3 separate regions of the Anas platyrhynchos genome follow, and all the other regions are linked to region 1. A link is a contact called in public Hi-C data. All regions are on one chromosome and are shown on one strand. The core of a region is the stretch at or near the end of the contact, and the rest is flanking DNA. Distances in the headings are between cores, read along the strand shown.

What was found. Hi-C and Micro-C count contacts between places; a contact is called where the count stands out from the background.
Region 2: a Hi-C map of subcutaneous adipose tissue shows a contact between it and region 1, with 2.2 times the contacts expected there. The contact joins two enhancer-like sites. A contact is called at or near these places in 3 of 8 Hi-C or Micro-C datasets (liver, skeletal muscle and subcutaneous adipose tissue).
Region 3: a contact with region 1 is called in a Hi-C map of subcutaneous adipose tissue, with 2.9 times the contacts expected there. The contact joins two enhancer-like sites. A contact is called at or near these places in 2 of 8 Hi-C or Micro-C datasets (skeletal muscle and subcutaneous adipose tissue).

The regions. Positions count from the first base shown.
Region 1 is chr19:6,164,948-6,169,038 of IASCAAS_PekinDuck_T2T, forward strand. The region is part of intron 5 of LOC101798301; the gene reads right to left. Among named protein-coding and RNA genes, the nearest start is that of TRNAT-CGU, 82 kb to the left of the region's middle. Within about 2 kb of position 2,389, at least 5 of the 8 cell types and tissues checked have an H3K27ac peak or open chromatin away from gene starts, as enhancers often do. A contact at or near this core is called in subcutaneous adipose tissue, where this site is marked.
Region 2 is chr19:6,263,948-6,268,038 of IASCAAS_PekinDuck_T2T, forward strand. All of the region lies in intron 3 of LOC101798301, which reads right to left. Among named protein-coding and RNA genes, the nearest start is that of UTP6, 28 kb to the right of the region's middle. Within about 2 kb of position 2,269, at least 1 of the 8 cell types and tissues checked has an H3K27ac peak or open chromatin away from gene starts, as enhancers often do.
Region 3 is chr19:6,093,910-6,098,000 of IASCAAS_PekinDuck_T2T, forward strand. No RefSeq gene overlaps it. Among named protein-coding and RNA genes, the nearest start is that of TRNAT-CGU, 11 kb to the left of the region's middle. Within about 2 kb of position 1,807, at least 3 of the 8 cell types and tissues checked have an H3K27ac peak or open chromatin away from gene starts, as enhancers often do. A contact at or near this core is called in subcutaneous adipose tissue, where this site is marked.

The sequences.
Region 1 (4,091 bases), core at 1,139-3,638:
CAGACAGGTACAGAACCTCAGCACTCCTGTCGTGGGTCACGTAGACAAACCCTTGTGCTATGTATTGAACTCACGAGAAGCCATTTGGCATTACGGTACCTGACTGTCACTTACACATAGAGGTACATTAGCAGCTCGGACACGCTCCTGTGCTAAGTGGAGGAAGAGCTCAGTGCCACAGTGTAGAGGATCTGAGACAGTGGAAACAGTGCTTCACTTTGGGACTGGATAAATAGATATTTCTGTGGCAGCCCATTCAGAAACCTGGCATGTTTTCCTTCCAACCAAACAGTTTTTATCTTGGGTCTCAATTATTTGTTTCAGTGACATCCTATTGTGATCTGTCCCAGCTAGCTAGAAGCTGTATGAAATAAAGAAGCTATTAGGACTAATTAGCATTACTGGCCTTCAGCAGGTGCCGTGAACCACATGCGGAGTGCTAGGTGCTGCACGGGTCACAGCAAGGAGCAGCCATGCCTCACAGAAGATGCAACTAAAGTGAGCAATGTGTATGAGCAATACGCCAGTTCCCAGGCTTAAAACGTGTCTTACAGTACGTATGTGCTTCTCAAGTCATTTAACAGATCTGACCTTAACCACAACTTATATAGGATTTTACCAGATAGCAACGACAAACCACATAAATGTATTTTCATTCCTCATGTCAAGCCATTAGGTGAGCATCCTGTCTCCACTGCAAAAGAACACGATGCCTAGCGCTGAGAACACCATGTCTAATGCTCACAGTAGCAAGGCAAAGCATAAGAAAGTACCTCAAGCACACTCTGAAACAGAGAAGGCAAATCCCAGTTAAAGATTATTAAATTTATAAACCCATATCATGACTTTATGACACTAGCTGGGTTTTGTTTGTTTTGTTTTTAATGTTTGAGCATGATGGCAGCTTGGTAAAGCGCAGAACATGTTAGAGAAAGCAGCTAAAGAGGCCCAGATAAGGAGCTGCAAGCAATGAGAACAGCACATCACGCAGCAGCCATGCCATGAGCACTTTAATCACTATTCAGGATTTTGCAGACATATCTAAGAGAACCTTAATATGGGATTTCATGCTCTGTTCCTTCATTGGACAACCACAAATTGCACTCATCTGCCATCAGAGCAGACCACTGACCATAGGCTCAGAAAAATGCTTTCACAGAGATCCCAATGAGAGCCTCTCCCTCATCCTGCCATTACTCGGTAATCAGCGTGACCCAGTTGGGACTGAGAGGGCCAAGGACTTGCAAAAGACATAAGCACATGCTTAAGACTGAGCACAAGAACAGTTCTAGTGAAGTGAAGCACATTTATGGGTGATTTCACAGAGTTGGGCTGAACTCTGCAACTGCTAGGCATTTCTGCTGATTGCATCTGCATCAATAAAAGGATTGTTTCGCTAACAACTATCAGCTGGGTGTTACATGGAAGGGAAAGGTGAAGAGATGAGAAATCAAGAAGGAAAGTTGGTTGCTGAGGGAAAATCAGGGACTGAAGAAAGACTTCTTGGCTCTTCAAACAATTACAAAACTTCCCCAGCTCCCTGAAGGGAGAGCTCAAGTGAGCTGCCTGTCATAGTTGTGACTGTAGTGTTCACAAAGGTCAGCCTGGCCACAGGAAAACACAGGCACAGCCAAATGCCAGGCATTTGTTTGGCTTTAAGAGTCACTTACTGCTTTAAAAACTGCAAATGACATGCAGCACGAAGCAGGAGCACACCAGGACTTGTGCAGGGAGCACATGTGAAGCTGCCTGCATGCATGGGTCAGGGCTCCTGACCTCACCCATTGCCTGACCCGGCCCTTGGAAAAGTCACCAAAGTCTCAGTGCCTTCAGAGAGGTTAATCAGTGGTGGAGGATGGGACAAGCCAAGTTCCTCATCTGGGAGGTGGCACTGGGACCTCACGAGCAGGGCCAGCACTCGCAGGATTTGTTGGTTATTCCTGGTCTGCTGGACAACTGCAGATAAAAGCTTAACTCCTCGGTCTCCCCCTGTGTAAAATGGGGTTAATGGTACTGACCTTTTGTGAAGCACAACTGGACAGAGATATTCCCGTATTTCAGAAGGGAGGTAACAGAAGTCTGCCTGATGTATATTTACACACTTTATGGCCTGAATGGCTTTCTGTACGTGAGCTGTGTGGTATCATGGGGCTGCTGTCTCCCCTGGGCTCTGCAGAGCACCGCTGCAGCACAAATCAGCAGTTAAATGAATGCACACCGTGCGTCAGGATCTGAACTATTGCATTCGGTCAGTTATTGGAAGGGTAACCAGACTGCAACAGAAATTTCTTCTTCTCCGAGGGCAGGCAGCCAAAAGACCAGCGTTTACCAAACAATGTGCAGACCGAGCATCCCAAGCATTCCTCATGGGAAGCGTCAGCCTCTGCTCCAGCCCGTGTGTGACGGGGAGCGCGGGGGGCAGGCCAGGGCGGCCCCACGCCACCACCCCGAGCCACGGGGAGCACACTTGGATCGCTGAGCCCAGAACCAGGCCCTTATGTCCCGTAAGGGCACCCAGGGCGTCTGCAGGCAGATGGGTGCTCTGAGCACTGCCCCTCTCCGCATGGTTTTTCAAAAGTTTTTCTGTTATATTTTTTAAATCTTCACTAACCGCTGTGACCCCTCAGCCCTTCTGTCCCCTCATCATTTTTACATACCTGAGGTCAGGTCCTGCGAGCACACACAGCCTGCCCTGGAAGCCCAATCGCAGGACTGAGGCGTTGGGCCCAGCGACGCGCTGAGGGGACGCCCGCAGCGGGGCGATGGCGGCGGCCCTGCCTGCCTCAGCCGGGCCCGAAAGCTCCAGCCCCGACCCCGTGCGAGCCCCGAGGTTAAAACAACCGGGCTGGAGGCGAGGGGCTCTGCAGAAAGGCCTCGGGCTGCGCCCTCGCTGGGTGCGGGGAGCCCCCGCAGCGCGGGGCCGGGCCGGGCCGCCAGGGGGAGCGCGGCGGCCGCCCCGCGGGGCCAGCCCGGGCCGGGGCCCGCAGCCCTCGGAGGGACCGAACCGGCCGGGCCCCGCGGCGGGTGGGGACGGGCACGGATCCACAGGTGTGTGTCTGTGTGTATTTGTATGTATTAGTGTGTGTCTGTGTGTATTTGTGCAGAGGAGTGTGTGCACACACGCGCTAACGCAGCTACCTACAATCTGCCCTTTTTTCCCCCTGAGGGCATTTTATTGTTTTGTTAATTCCCAGCGTATAATCTGTTTTGCATTAAGTGGGATGTTAAGCATCTAATTGTCAAGTGCTGATAAGCCATGGGAAATTTTATGACAAGATAGGCATCAGCTGAATGGAGATAAAACACGTCAGATGGCAAGGTGAGATTTCCAGGTGAGATCAGGCTGCCTACTTGCGAATACCAGAACTGAAGGCATGCCAGGCTGATCTGCAGAAATGCTACAGGTGGAAATGGACAAATTGAGGAGTTACAGATCAAAATCTGCTACCACCAACTGCTCCGCATTCCCAGCTGTGCGTGGCATTGATGGTGCACCTGGACTGATGGCATCTGTGGGGAAAGGCCACAAGCTTCAGCATTTGATGTAAAACCTGTCATTTACACCTACAAGTACCACAGCACCTATAAATACTGTCAAGCACCCATAAGTATCACAGCATGGACTCTAAACATGTTTTTCTGCCCTCTTTTATCTCTTTAAATCAGGCAGAATTTGCAGCATGGCCCCAGCCTGATGGCTGCAGTCTCAGAGCCAGTACCGGGCCGTCCAGCCCTGCTGTGTGTAGTTCATGCCCTTGTAGATGAACATCAGACACGTTTGCATTTCAAACTGACCTTATTGTCAGCCCAAGTAATTGCTTGATTATATGAACAGCAGCGTTACCTTGTGCTTCTTCCTGTATGTGTCACACCATTTCTTAATGTAGGCAGTGCAGTCTCTGAGTAGAGACCCTTATTCCATCTGCTGCAGGGCCCCCGAGGCTGCGTGACTCTCAGTGTGCACCATACATCTAGTATCAACATCCTATATGAGGGTGTTACAGGCTATCCTGTTTCCCGGTCCATTGGTTTTTCGATTAAAAGTCATCACTTGTCAGTAAACTGTTGTCTGGAGCAGCACAAACAGAAGG
Region 2 (4,091 bases), core at 1,019-3,518, 99 kb after region 1:
TGCTTTGACACCTGAATTTTTTGGTGTAAAATAGATCTGTGCTTGCACAGATAGCTCCTCAATCTCTTAATCTGACCTTTTGGTTGAAAGAAACAGTTTATTAATGATAGCCAGCAAAAAGGATTATTACACTTAATTTAAATGTAAATTAAGAGACTTTGGAAGAATATTTTTTGATATTTGTTATTTTTTAAAGGAATTAAATAATATCAAAAACTGAGACAGACCTAGCATAGCTCATAAAATCAGCCTGTGAAGACATAAAATTCATCAGGTCTTTGTCTCCACCTACTGTTTGGAGGAATAATACTTGAAACTCCTTCAGGGACACAGTGAAGACACTGAATACCTTTCTCTTTATAAAAACATCTATTCCATATACGTTGCAATACTTTACCAGTTGTTATCATAGCTGCTGCTAAAAACCTAACATTGAAAGATAATCACGTCTTATTTTATTTAGAAGAGAACATTAGCCCACAACTATTCCAAAGGGGCAACTGTTACGGTTTTATGGAACACCCTTCCTTCCATATAAGGTTTGATATACAAAAAACTCTGCTGAAAATGTAAGCATAAGAGGTGATTTGGAAACTTTCTGAACAGGAATGAAAATTAAAAGCCTACACTCTTTTTTTTTTTTTTAAATGACCAACAATTATATTTTGAAAAACCCCTCAGGTTTGCAAGTCTAAACCTGCACAGGCTGAGAATGCTCTCAGGTGTAACGGCAAAACGAATGAAACAATATAGTCTTAATTAAAACTGATCAATCTGTCAAAGCCTGGAAGAGATTACAGACATGTCTGATCGGTGGCTGCTCTATAGTTGTACTTCCTAATCTGACAAAACAAAATGTAAGCTATACAGGTTTTCTAAAGATAGGTCTTTTCCTTGTATTTTAGCATTGTCTGGCTACTTTCTCTCTTTTCTATCACTATACTTCTGGATAATCAGAAGCCAAAATAAAGCTTTTCCTTGCAACAGTCTGGGGAGGACAAGTGCTAGGCCTGCTTGAACAAAAACTGGGGAAGCCCTGGGAGTCCATTAAAAACTTGATTGAAACTGTCAGGCTGATGGCACAGTAGCAGCTAACCTGCACAGTAAGAGGGCACAGATGCACTGCAGGCAATTTGGTGTTTTTATTTATTTAAACCACATGATGTTTCCAACCCTCAGAACGTGTTCAGGCAGCAGATTGAAGTGTGCCAGAAAATTGAACCTTAAGACACACTGCTATTGGTGAATAAGCTCTTTCAGAAATACGCCCTGGATGGACCTAAAAATGTACTTGCAAAGATGCATATGGGAATCATTTTGTTTTCACAAATAACTGTCTTGACTGCATGTTGCAGAACTGTGAGGGCTTTCAGCTATTTTCAAAACTGCCTGTAGGATTTAAATAGCAAGTTCCCTATTTATTACCGTGAAGAAGAGGATATGGACACTGATGACTGACAAATTCACATTTTAATCCCTTTCTTCTCTGAGTACGCAATTACATCGAATATTCTTACATCACCTCAAGAACACACAGACAATAAAGGCTCTTACATGGTAGATGGACCTAGAAGTATCAGACTCAAAAGAAACTTCCTCCACTCAGCTCCTGATTACCCTCAGGAAGGTTGGTACAATGACCACCTGCAGATTTCATCCAAAATAAACGTTTTTATATAAGAAATACTAGACGTTACGTACGCATCCAAGCTGTAATAAAACTTGCAGTTGATATTACCTCACCATTTGTTTTTCAACTTCACTTGAGGAAGCCTTTGGGCACTTCTGACACAAGGACAGGAGAACCCCACAAACAGGTGATGAATCTGGCCATAAGCAGTGCACTGGAGACCTACATCCTCCTCCTCTGTGTCTGAAGCAGGCTGAAAGGAATCCTCATGCACCTCTCCAGCCTAACCCACAACGGACAGAGCCATGAGGAAGGGGGTAGGGAATTGTGTCACCAGGAACGTCACGTCTTGGCCAGATGTGCACACTCAAAAACTTACTGAAAGCTTTTATGTATCCTGATAGATTGTTTTCCTGAAGGAGAAAGCTTTGCAGCTGTAAAGCAAATAAACTTAATTTAGCAAATACTCTCCCTCCAACGCTTATTTACAGACACTAATGCACATCTTAAAAATTGTTTTAAACCATAAGCAGAAACTCCAAAATGGGTAAACAAAAAAAGGTTTGATAACATGCAGAAAAGGCATGTCCACAGCAAGAAATCCGTCTTTGCATAACAACCCTAGAGGACACGATAAGATATGCTCAAGTGCATACCCTTTTCTTCTCAGTATAGGACAACCCCCAACAGAAGTAAGCTGTGTAAGCAGCACTCAATCTTTGGCCTCTGCTGGGCAGATGTGCTGTTGGGGCAGGACAGATGCCAAGATGACAGAGCAAAACACTTTGGGTTTATTTCCTTTGCTTCACATGGTGCTGTTTTTATAACCTCACTAATATTGTTATTTGTTGAGCTCGGGGAGGAAAGCTGCATAGGAATTGTCAAACAGGATCTCACCAGAGGGCTTACGTCCATCCCTTCGTAGTAGAAATAACAGGCTATACTTTCCGACAGATGTGCTAATATTCTGCAGGAATTGGTCACAACATTGACTGTGCCAGCACCTGCAGCTTCAGAGGAAATGAGCCCTAACGGAATAATAACGGCGTATCTGGCCATAAAAGCCATTCCTTCCAAACTTTTCATATGCTAGTCAAGGTGTACTTTACAGCAGAAATGTTTGGAAGCGAGAGACTAATTTGAAGACCAAGTGGGCATAAGCCACTCATATAAACCCAAACGCACACAAACACAACCATGTTCTCTCAGTATCACACATGAGACCCCCAGTGGTATCTGTTTGAGGTTTATCCACAGTCAGCGAGCCGCCCTGAGCTGTACTTGTCTTCCCAGCCAAAGGATGGTCACCCCTGCCCTACGGTATAGACCTGAAGAATAAAATTTAATGAGATTTAATTCAAAGGTGTCATCGTATAAAAGTGTGTGCTTGGGGAACAGCTATATTTCTGGCTTTTCTGATTCCTCATAGCAACAATTCCACCAACTAATTCATGCAAATAAAAAGCACTTTTTGAAGTACTATTTCATTATTTACTGAAAGAAGGGAGGAAAAAAAAAGTCTTTGAAGTGAAAGGCACTGCCATCCTGGAGCTAGGGAAGCTTTGGTAACTATAGCAACATTATAATTTCCATTATAAATTTTAATAGATAGTTAATTTGGCAAATCACATGCTGGAATTCAAGCCATTTTTTCCAGCGAACCCGGACTTTTCAATACATGAAGCTATTCATGTTTACAAGCAGTTGCCTCTAAAACGCTCTACAACACAGCTGCCTTCCAAACATAATTTTTATATCAGCCTTGACAAAGAAAGTTTGATAAGTGGATTCTACTTCTGCTATTATTGCCCTTGACAATGTTTTTTTCCTTCTGAAACCAAGTGAAGTGTTTGCAAATGCTCTTTTTTTTTTTTTTTTTTTCCTTTTTTTCGGAAGACAGAACAGGCAACGTTCAGTGGGGACTAACTCATATACTGTTAAAGTAGTTCAAATACTTTGTCTTCCAAATCCTGATCAATATCCAAGTTATTTTAAAAGTACATAGCTGTATGGATAGGAGATTAATGAACAAAGTTGGCTATGAGCTATGACAGAATGCTTTATCAGGGTGAAATTCACCTACAAAAGACTTTCTGAAATTCACTGAAGAAGGTAAGACTGCTAAGCAAGAAGAAGCATGCTGTTTATTACTAGTGAATTTGATGAGGCATTCAGGCATGGAGACTTCCTCTATCACTGCAAAATAAGCTGCATTCCTCCCTTGTATACTACACACTGTAAAAAGCTTGAAAACAAGCAACTATCTCAAAAATCCAGATTTTTCTTAAGATAATTAAGATGAATCTTAAACATGATAGACTCTCCACCCATTCCAACCCTTTCTACCTATCCAACCCATCCCAATCATCCAATCTATTTGCTTGGTAGCCCAACACTACTCAGCCAGGAGGGTCACTACATGGCACAGCTTACTGCAACCACCAAGGCTGCTGCTTCCCAG
Region 3 (4,091 bases), core at 557-3,056, 72 kb before region 1:
TTCATTTCTAAAAGCTGTTGAGGACTTTTCTCTTTGAACCCAACTGTTTTCTAAAGAATCCATGCCCTTCACCAAAGAAAATGTCAGTGTGTCTTACACAGTTTTTGGAAGTCTTTGTTCTTACCAGTGCTCACAGGGCATCATTGTAGAACAACTCCCAAGTGTCCCCATTCCAGATGGTCAAGAAACTCTTTATTTCTGTACCTTCCTCCAGTAGGCCTTATTCCCAAATCCTCATACAACTTCATCTCTCTCTCAAACCTTTTGCCCATGGTCCATGATTCACTTTGCATTCTACTATCCATTTTAAACAACATGTTCCTTGGCTCTAAAAATTCATCAGGCTTCCAGCCAAGGAACACTTTCTTCTGTGTGGAGGATGACTTTGCAGTGTCGATTGAGAGGAGCAGTTACATGACAGATCAGTTCAAGTTCTCCCTGTCCCGTTCTGTCCACACAAGCCACTGGTCATTTGCCATGACCATAACGATGCTGGTACCATGAAGTTCTGAGCACGTAAAGGCTCCTAGTGCAACCTACATGCACGTAGGTGTCACAGGTTGCTTCTGTATGGACACAGGGATAAATCCAATATAGACACAAGGGATGTACTTTTGTGTTCTGCTGAACCCAAATATTGCAAAGATGAGTGCTCTGGATACTGGCTTTGATTTTTGTTACCTTTAGCTCCTGAAGCCCCGTTTGGAGCTTCTTGCTCAGCTGAGGTTTTCCTACCAGGTGCAGAAGGCATGATGGTAGCGTTCCCATGCGTTGGTAATCCCAATTTATTTTGTGAGCTCCTTTTAGCCAGCATCTTTTGTGGGACTGCTGCTCAACTTGATGGAGCTGCGTTCCTGCTGTGATTTTCAGTCAACATCACCTTGATAACCGGCATGTAACAGAAACAATGACTGATGTCCTCTGTCTCTGTAGGATAAAACCTTCCAGGCCATCCCCTACATTTCCTGTGGCTCCAGCATGCTGCCTCTCGCTGGACTGGTCACCCCTTTGCTGTCACAGCACAGTAAGCTGCCTGTGGGCATCATCAAGGGAAGCGGAGCTCTTTGTGGTATGTGCCTGTTTTGTCCCCTTTCCCTCATACTTTGTCATTGGGAGGATCTGGAGCAGAGATTAAAGGGAGGTGCAGTAACTGGCCAGTCCCACACAACCTGGGGGCAGAGCCCACACATGCCAGGTGCATATCCACAGCATGTAGAGGTATCATTGCAGGAAACCTCAAAGCTCAGAAACACAAAGCAGGTGAGGATGTGCAGAGGGACACTGTAAGATCAGCAAGCTGGAAGACAGAAAATTATCTTTTTTTTCATGGCATTTCAGCCATCCCTTCTGACTTGACCTTACGTTACAGAAGGCCTGTGATGTTTCCTTAAAGGCCTTTTTTAACTGTCTGCGTGTGTAAGTGAATGTGTCCTTACTAAAGCCTTACATCTCCAGCCGTGAGAGCAGCACTTGGTGCGCAGGTTGCCCTGCTAAGGCAGGTACGTTCACCCAGCCCTTCCAGAGATGTAGGTAAAAAGCTCCGGGACCCCCAGGAGGCCAGGCAGAGGGTGGCCCTGCCACGGCTGCGCCAGCCGCCGCTCAAGGAGGCAGGAGGAGGCCGAGCGAGCTCAGGACACGCGTGGGGAGCTGCGGCGCGGGGCTACCGCTGCGGGGGTCGGGGCCGCACGGGGGGCTCGAGGCGAGGCCGGGGGGCTCCTGCCGGCGGCCCGGGCTCGGGGGAAGGAAGAAGGGCGGCGGCGGCGGCCCCGGGCGGCCGGCAGGGGGCTCCCTCCGCCCTCGGTGGGCCGCGGGGCGCGCAGGTCGGCGCGGCGCAATGCCCCGGCGGAGGCGCCGCCGGGAGGAGCGCGGGGTGGGCGGCGGCGGCGGCGGCGGCGGGCACCGGCGGGACGGCGGCGGGCATCGGCGGCCGCCTCCCTCCTCGTGCACGGGGCTCGGCGGAGCTCCGGGGAGGGCGAAGGGGTGGAGAGGGCAGCCCGGGCGAGCCTCCCAAATTCGCCCGGCCGGCTGGCGGCGGGAGCTGCCCGGCGCAGGGGTGGGGACCGGCCGCTTCCTTAAACGTGCGCGGCGGGGGCCGGCGGGGCCCGCACCGCCCCCGGGAGCCGGCCCTGAGCCTCCCCGAGCCTCCCGGGCCGCGGCCGCAACACGTGGAGCAAACTTTCGAGGGACGGGCACCGGGCTGCAGCCGGCCACCGAGCACCGCCGCGCCGGGACCGCGCCGCACGGAGCAGCTCACCTCTTGCTGGTTTGAGGGGTTTGGGGTGCTGGGTTTTAATTGCTGCTTTTGGGGGTGTTTTTTTCTTTCTTTTTTTTTTTTTTTTTTTCCCTTTTCCCCTACTTCTCTTCTGCTGCTTCTTGGGTTGGGACTTCTAAAGCACGCCGGGGCGAACGCAGCGCTTGAAAAGCCGAGAGCAATGTTGCAACGTCCCTTGTGGCAACGAATTTCTGATTTTTTTCTTTCGCCTTTTGCGAGGGCAAAGAGGAAGGGTGGAAAAGATCTCACCGTGCTCGGTACCAGCTTAAATACCCGCCTGCGAGCAGCCGGCGAGGCAGGAGAGGGGGCACCGCGGCCGCCCGCCGCCTCTCCCCGCTTCTCGTAGTTGAGCCCGAGCCGTGCCGGGGCCCCGCGGCTTTGGGGGCGGACGGGGACCAAGGGGGTCCCCCCGAGCCCCTCTCCCGAGCCCCCCTGGGCGCTCAGAGCAGGTACCGCGGCTCGGGCTCCTGCCGTGCCGAGTCACGGTGCGCTGCGGGGCCCGGCCCGGGGGCTGCGGGGCCCGGCCCGAGGTGCGGCAGGCACCGGGCTGCCGGCGGCTCCGGTTCTTTCTCGGGGCCGGGCACCCCCGGCCGACACGACCCGGCCCGGCCCGGCCCGGGGAGGGGGCGGCTGCTGCTGCCGGGGGTGGCCCCGCTCCGGCCGGGGCCGGGGCTCCGCGCTTGCGGCAGGCAGCGGCCGGAGCGAGGAGTTGAATGAAAACACTAGCGGTGCTAATAAAAATAAATCACAGCCTGCGCCTGATCGGGCGAGCTGAGGGCTGGGTCTTTGCGGGCGAGATGAGAGGTTCGTGGCTTCAACTGGCCTACAAAGTCCCAGTTCTCGGCTCCCAGGACCTGCCGGGCTCGCAGCGGGCGAAGACGGAGCGCGGCGGGGCCGCTGCCCGGGGCCGCGGGGAGCGGCCGGAGGCGGCCAGCCGTAAGTGCCTTCCTTCCCTTCCCTTCCCTTCCCGGAGGGGCCTCGAACGAGCGGGGCCGTCGGAGATGCCGCGGCCGCCCCCCCGCAGTGCCCGAGCCCTGCCTTAGCAGGCAGCGAGCGCCCGGATTTCGCTCCTGCGAGGCCATGTGCATCCTTCCCTGCCGCTTTCACTTTCAGAAAACACATCTGTTTTCTTTTTTCTGCCCTCTCCCCTTTCCTCTTTTTTTTTTTTTTTGTTTTGTTTTGTTAATAAATCTGGTCACATACACACCAAACGGCCTGGCTCCCAGTCCTTCTCTTCTTCCTTCGATGCTCTTACCCCTCACCCTCCTGAGGTTCCCTATTACTTGTCTTTGGTCCGGCACACTGCCCTCCTGTAGGCATTGGTTTGTGCTCCTTCTTTGGGCACGATATAGATACAACGCTGTCTGCGGATATTACTGTTTGCTTATGTAGCATCGTATTTTTAACTTCTGCGCCCTTCGGTGTTATGTTACATTGCATTTTAAGTTCTTAGAATTATTTTGAGGCTCCCCATAATTTTTTATTTGTGTAGAGATGATTTTCTTTCTCTCTTGTCAAGTCGAGAACAATGATCTAGAATAAGGAGAAAGCCATGAGAATATTGTTGCTACTTGACCTGAGTTTCCCGAATGGAAAATGAAGTGGCTTAAAAAGCAGAGGAAGATTGTAGAACCGAATTGCTTCTTTGCTGTAGTGTTGCAGAATTCTATGTTCTGTGTGTGTACACAGACACCGGCACACTCCACATAACTTTTACAGTCAAACCTCATGAGATTTTTGCAAACAAAACCTGTTTTCAATGCTTTGTTCTATAGACTTTGCCCATAAAAATATTCACTTTGTGTTTCACGGTTTGCAA